Linked DNA regions of Mus musculus: region 2 is linked to region 1. The links are chromatin contacts, called in public ChIA-PET maps. All regions are on one chromosome and are shown on one strand. Each heading gives the region's core, a stretch centred on a gene start, on an enhancer-like site or on the middle of the called end of the contact. The rest is flanking DNA. Distances are from core to core; before and after follow the strand shown.

Region 1 (3,416 bases), core at 246-2,745:
TTCGAGTAGAACGCTTCTTATTCCCAATTTACTCAAGGGGAAACGGCCCCAAATGGTTACGAATTTATCCAAGGTCACTCAGCTGGTTAAGTGGGCTAAGCTAGCCACTTACTCAGACAATCCAATTCTAGGACTCACGCTGTTAACGTTTCACAGAACAGCAAAGGGATGTGGGAGTAAGTCAAGTCACAAGAGCTTGGTGTACCGGGTTTCTTTGAAGTAACAAAGTTTTAAAGATTCCTATCTTCCCGTGAGCAACTGGGAACCTGATACTGGATGAGTGTGGGAGTGTGGAGGGAGACAACTCAAGCAGCTAAAGAGAGTTAATCTCACATAGGATTGACTGCTAAGCTTCCAGAGCGACTCAGAAGAAGAAATTACAACTTTTTTTTTTTTAATCAGTGATTAATTCTGTCAACTTAAACGGGGAGTCGGGGGTGGGGTGGCTACTGGGAGGCGCGAAAGCCGCTACTGTAGGAAATTACCGGTGACGGTACAAAGTAAGTTTATGACTTAAAGGACACAGAGATCATCCTAAAGTACTAGAAAAGCCTCGAGGAGGGCGAGCACTCGCTGCAGTCCCAGGCCAAAATGGAGTTCCCTAAACCTTCTACCAGGAAAAGTTGAATCCCATCCCGAAACCACGGCGAGGTGACACGCCGGCAGGGACTTGGCAAAAAGAAGCGGCAATCCCTGCCACACTTTCCCGAGTACCGCAGGGCCAGGGCAGCGCAAGCTGCCGCTCCCTGAGAAAGCAGAGGTGCCATGCCTGGCTGTCCCCGACGCCCCGGGCTCCTCTGCCACCAGCGGCGAGGAGCAGAGAGTTCGGGACAGTTCGCCCTCCTAAGACTTCGGGCACAGGAGAGGCCGGGAACCAAAGTGCGGGAGTCGTCTTAGATCCCGGGGGGGGGGGGGACAAATAAAAATAAGAAGATAAAACGGGACAGTGAGAGACATGGCAAGTGGCGGACCCACACAGCTCCGGCTGCGAAGCCACGGAGAGAAAAGGAGCCGAGCCCAGCGAGCTGAGTTAAGACGATGAGCCAGACAGACAAAAAAGCGACAGGGCAGGAGCCCAGGGGGACCTGAGGGGACGAGACGGAAGTTCTGCGGAGAGACCTAAAGGAAGCGGGGCTCCCGGGGACCACGGGGCTTTCGGGGAGGTCGGAGGGAAGGCAAGACGCTCAGCGGCGGCGGCGGCGATAGTGGCGGCTCCCGGCTCCGCTCCTCAGCCAAGTGGAAACTCCGGACCAACCAACCATCCTCATCCGCCGCCCGGGTGCGGGTGGGGGAGGGGGCGCCGCTGCCCCCCGGCCCCTGTACCCCACTTCCGACTGCGCCCAGCGCCCCGACCTCAGGGCGGCCCGGCGCCTTCCCTCGGTCAGAAACACTCACAATTCGCCTCTCCCTGATTTCTCCCAGTTCTTTATCCACTCTGCGGGAACCACCACAGCCGCGGCCGCCATCTTCCCCTCGCTAGTAACAGTGGCCCGGATGTGTAGCTCCCGAGCGCGGGGTCAAAGGGGAGCGCCGCCCACGGGGAGTGACGGAAGCTGCGAACTCGGGTTTAGATTTCCCGCCCCACCTACTTCCCCACCAAACGGAAGTCCTGGGCCAGGCCGACAAAGAGGTGGCGGGTGCCACAGCTCTCACCCCTACTTCCCTTTAGAACATATACACATTAAACAAAAAACAAAAACGCCAGGCCGCTGTGGCCTTTATGATCTCCCGTAATCTCTACCCCAAGCCACTAATTCAAACTCGTAATTTTTCAATCACTCGGTCTGTTAGGCATTGGTGGATGCTGGAACTGTAAGCCATGACATGAGCTTCTGGAAAAAAAGGAACATGAGATAAGAAATATCTCAACTAACGACTAAATAGAAAATTAATACGGACAGGGCACACATAATGGACAAAAGCTGGGAACCGCATGCTCCGCCAAATCCTAACTCCTTACTTGAGCTGTCAAACTAGGGAGTATTACTATGCCGAGAAACGATGTTTAAGGTGTTATAATCTCTCTACAAAAAATATTTCTTATTACAAAGAGAAAACGTTACTGTAGGAAAATATGGAAGATATCTCCCTGTGTTGGTGAAAATAAATTCCACCAGGGTTAGAGCTATACCTTCAGTGGTGGCTCACGCCTTTAATCCCAGCACTGGGGAGGCAGAGGCAGGCAGATTTCTGAGTTCCGGGCCAGCTTGGTCTACAGCTTGAGTTCCAGGACAGCCAGGGCTACACAGAGAAACCCTGTCTCGAAAAACCAAAACCAAAAACAAAAAAACAAAAAAACAAAAAAAAAAAAAAAAAAAACCCTGTAGCTGTGGTCTAGAGCACTTGCTTACCTTGAACCAGGCTCTGCTTTGGTACTTCACTACTGGGGGGAAAAAGCTAAATTATCTCAGAAACAGAGCAAGTGAACCAGGCACAGGGTTCCACAGATATAATTCCAACACTTGGGAACCTGAGGCAGGAACATAGCAACTTCCCATTGGCCTGAATGTAATTAATGCAAGGTAGACAAGCAAGTGAAAAGACGGACACCATGGGACTGCCCGTGAAATGCCTGTGAAGTGCTAGAAGAAACACTACTCAAATTTTAAAAATTGTTAATACCCAAATTTTATATATTAATTCAATATTGTAGGGCAGCAGTCATAACCATTATTGAGAGAGAATCTACAAAATTACTACCCTGTACTTTTCAAAGTTGCCAAGCTCTTAGAAGATAGTAATTCTTCCAGATTTTTGAAGACTGGAGGCAGAGGCAGAAGGATCTCTGTGAGTCACAGGCCAGTATTATCTACATAGCAAGCTCCAAGCCTGCCAAATGATTACATACAGACTTTTTTAAAAAGATTAATGGAAACAAGAAATACAAGGGATTTTCTCCCCTCCAAAAATCATATTTTTCTTTTGCTATAAAGGGCATTACTGGCACAATTGACTTCATTGGGGTATCTGTAATTAAATAATAATATTGTATCATGTTACTGAATCCAAATAACTCTACTCAAATCGTCCCAGTGGTAGCAGCAGCACCACTTGCTACCCACCCCGTCCCAAACCCCCAATGTTCTGGGTTCACACACAAGTGAAGCCTCCTATTTTAATATGGCCTTACAGCTCAATGGTTGGGTCACTTCTAAACCTCCACGTGCATAACACACCCCCCTCCAATATTCCTGAGTTCTTACTTATTACAGAAATATGTATACAATTCTGTTTTAAGAAACAAGACTTGGCTGGAGCAATGACTCAGCAGTTACAAGAATTGGTTGCTCTTCCAGAGGACACAGGTTGGATTCCAGCAGCCAAGTGGTGATTTGAAACAATGTGTAACTCCAACCCCAAAGGATCTGATACCCTCTTCTGACCCCTGATGGCAGTGCACATATATTGTATAAGAC
Region 2 (3,416 bases), core at 508-3,007, 590 kb after region 1:
AAGTCAAGCTTAGTGCCTGCATAGCAGCAGAGCAAGGGTGTCAGTATTTTTCATCAACACTGCACTGGTGGGCTGGCTCACCTGTCAGTTTGCTTGTGAGATGACAATAAGGTAGTGGATGTGAGAGTTGTACTATTACCGTATAATTTAACTGTTCTCTTGTGATGTGATTTTCGTTGTGCTGAAGCCCACTGTACCTGGCTGCTTTGACAAGCGTGCTATTTTAGCAATGCAGAATGAAACAGAAAGAAAAGAATGCATGGGATGCTTGCTCCGTCAGATCCAGGTTTCTCTGTGCCTGTGTTTGTAGATGATTTGTTCAGGGTTGTTCAGAGACAAAAAAAATGAGGTTAGGTTTTGTTTTTAACCTATGGAACACTGAATGTTCTAGCAGTTACACTCTAGGTGGGCTACTGTCCGTATGCCTTAATAAAAGAAGATTACCCCTTTCTTTCTTTTCATATTTAAAATGCCATCATTATAACTGATTTCTAAATAGAGTCCTGGTTAGGCTAAACTCTGATGTTTTTAACATTGATGTAGGTAGGCATTTATGTATGAGAATAGAAGTTACAACACATTTATCAACACCTGTGCGATGATGTAAAATGGATTTTATATCCACAATGATTCTGGCCTAGCCCCATATGCCAAAGGGTATATAGAAGTTCACACAGGACACCAATGGACAGACCAAACTGGACAGAAAAAGCCCACAAACCAGCAGCTCTACAGGAAGAACTACAGACAGCTGAGTAAAATCGGAAGTAGAAGAAGTGGTCACCCGTGGGAAGAGCACACTAATTGGTCGTCTACTACCAAATGGCTATCCCTGAAAACATACATACAAATAGCACCATACAGGCACAACTGGATGTGTTTAGGAATTACACGTATATACATATATGCATGCAATAATACAATAATACAATAGCAATGTTGTTGAAGAGCAGGGAGGGATTCATGGGAGGGTTTCAAGGGTGAAAAGGGAAGGGAGAAATGCTGTGATTATATTGTGATTTTAATAATAATAAAAACAAAGAAGTACCAACAAAAGAATTTAGTCTTCTTAAGCTCCTTAGCTAGATCCATCTACACTTTTTTTTTTTTAATATGATGACAATTTTTTTCATAGTTTTGGATTTTGGACAAAACATTAAGGTAAAAATACTTGTTTTGGCCTAAGTGTATTCAAGGATTTGGCATATGGCTTCGGGATAGAAGACCTCATCTGCGAGGCCCCGAATTCCATCATCAGCATTGAAGAAAAGAAAGCTGTTTCAGGACCATCTAGTCCCAAAGTCTGTAGTTCAGTAGCCCTTGGTGATGCTGTGGAAGCCTTGCAGCCATGTTCTGCTGTGGTTTTGTAGCTTGACTGCTTTTATGCTTTTATTTTGTCAGTCTGCTTCTGCCCCTCATGATGAACACGTCCCATTCACTTCTATCACCAATTCTTTTGTTCACTCGTTAAGACAAGTCATTGTCAATGGCTTCGAAGTTTGCAGGAACTACACAAGAACAAAGGCACTAGCAAGTTTCTCATCTTTGTGCAAGCTCTGTTTGCGTTGCTGGCACAGCTCAAATACTGCAAGTGTTCACCTTTTCAGCGTGCCCCCTCCCCCACCACAAACCTTTGTTGGAGAATAGATGATCAAACCCATGACAAGTTTGAAGCTGTTAAACTGCTGAGCTGGCCTGAATTGAAGTGTGAGAAGAGGTTTTAAGGCAGGTAGACAACATCCTGTTGTTAGGGTGTTTCTCTCTCTCTCTCTCTCTCTCTCTCTCTCTCTCTCTCTCTCTCTCTCTCTCTCTCTCTCTCTCAATACTGCCCAGTAAGCCACTGCAGCGGCAACAGCAGCAGCAAAGTTTCCTTTTTACCATCCTTCTTCTGGGCCCATCAAAGAGTTTGCTAGGCATGGATGCAGTGACTGTGTACCACGGCAAAATCAGCAGGGAGACCGGGGAGAAGCTCTTACTCGCTACCGGGCTGGATGGAAGCTATCTGCTGCGAGACAGCGAGAGTGTCCCTGGCGTGTACTGCCTGTGTGTTTTGTGAGTATATCTCGTGGTAGTGGCAGGTTGTTAGCATGGGTAGCCTGCCCTTTCAGGGGAGGGCTGGGAGGAGTGGCAGGGGATGACAGCTTTTGGCAGAGGTACCTAGGGAATACAGGCAGCAGGAACTGAGTACTCTTCCAGCTCTGACGTATGGTCCCAGGGCTCAGCCCAGGGATGTGGTGGGCAGTACTTGTACGTACGTCCCTCACTGCGGATTTTATCAACTGCATTTCACCAGTGCGTTTGTGGCAGCTTCACTGAATACCCTTCAGAATGGGAAAACATGGCCTAGAACTTACCTTTACTTTGAGAAAGACCCATACTCTGGACTTCGGCTCTGATTCCAAGTAGACACCATGATGGTGGAGCCCCGGGAAGTTGGACTATTTGTATTCTGGGCCATGAAGTAAGGCAAAGGAAGGTCTTTCTCTATCATTCTCTACAAATGTGACTGAAAATGGTACCCTAAAAGAAAAGCATCTAGCAAATGCTTGAAGAAGTGGTTAGCCAGGAAATGGAATCCATTGCTTTCAGAATGCAGCCCAGGGAAGGCAGAGGTAGACAGATGTGTGTGAGTTTCAGGTGACTAGCCTGGTTTTACATGGGCCGGTTCCATGCCAGCTAGGGCTACATAGTATAAGATCCTATTAAAAAACAGTAGCCAACAACACTAAAGCAGTACAGTGCTGAAGAGGATGTGTATGCAAGAGTAGGGGCACCTTTCTGGTGCTGCTGAATTGCCTTGTTTTATAAGAGGCATAATGAGTTTTAAAACGTGCTGTGTCCCGTAAATGATAGGAGTGAGAATAGTTTTAAAGAACAGAGAGAGGGAGAAAACATCATTGTAATTATCCCACTTTGAGCTTTGCCTAGACTGGTCTCAGCCTCTTACTCCATTTTGAACCAGGTGCAGCTGCATCTTGGCTCTGTACAACCTCCCTGAGCAAATCCTACTGTAGTCAGACTCAAAAGGTTGTTATCTCACAACACCAATCTCTTAGCCATTGATTTTAAATGGGATTCATATTCTAAGGGTCAATGAAGATTAAATACCTCCATGTACAAAAAAAAAAAAGACAAATGAACACTGGGCTTGACGCTCAGCAAATGGAAGTCTGGTTTATTATTAGTCTCTTTTTGGACAAATTATTCCGGTACTCCTTGAGGCAGTCTACAGAAGGACCCAGTTCAAGCACTACTGTAAGCAGGATATATATATATATATATATACATATATATATATATATATACACACACATATACACACACATAATACACACATACATACACACACACATATATATATATATACACACACACACACACACACATATATACTGTATGCTTATACATATATCCCA

Evidence for each region. ChIA-PET counts read pairs in DNA pulled down with a chosen protein or histone mark.
Region 2: a contact with region 1 is called in an RNA polymerase II ChIA-PET map of memory CD8 T cells, with 18 read pairs. The contact joins the promoter of Sh2d1a here to the promoter of Thoc2 in region 1. A contact is called at or near these places in 1 of 39 promoter capture datasets (embryonic stem cells), 1 of 484 Hi-C or Micro-C datasets (CD4 T cells), 1 of 115 datasets of contacts at active chromatin or transcription factors (memory CD8 T cells) and 2 of 9 other capture datasets (adipose tissue and liver).

What each region holds. Positions count from the first base shown.
Region 1 is chrX:41,910,406-41,913,821 of GRCm38.p6, forward strand. Thoc2 (THO complex 2) reads right to left here and starts at 1,496. Exons shown (of 39, transcript NM_001033422.1): 1 at 1,396-1,496. The coding sequence starts at 1,466.
Region 2 is chrX:42,500,808-42,504,223 of GRCm38.p6, forward strand. Sh2d1a (SH2 domain containing 1A) reads left to right here and starts at 1,758. Exons shown (of 4, transcript NM_011364.4): 1 at 1,758-2,052. The coding sequence starts at 1,916.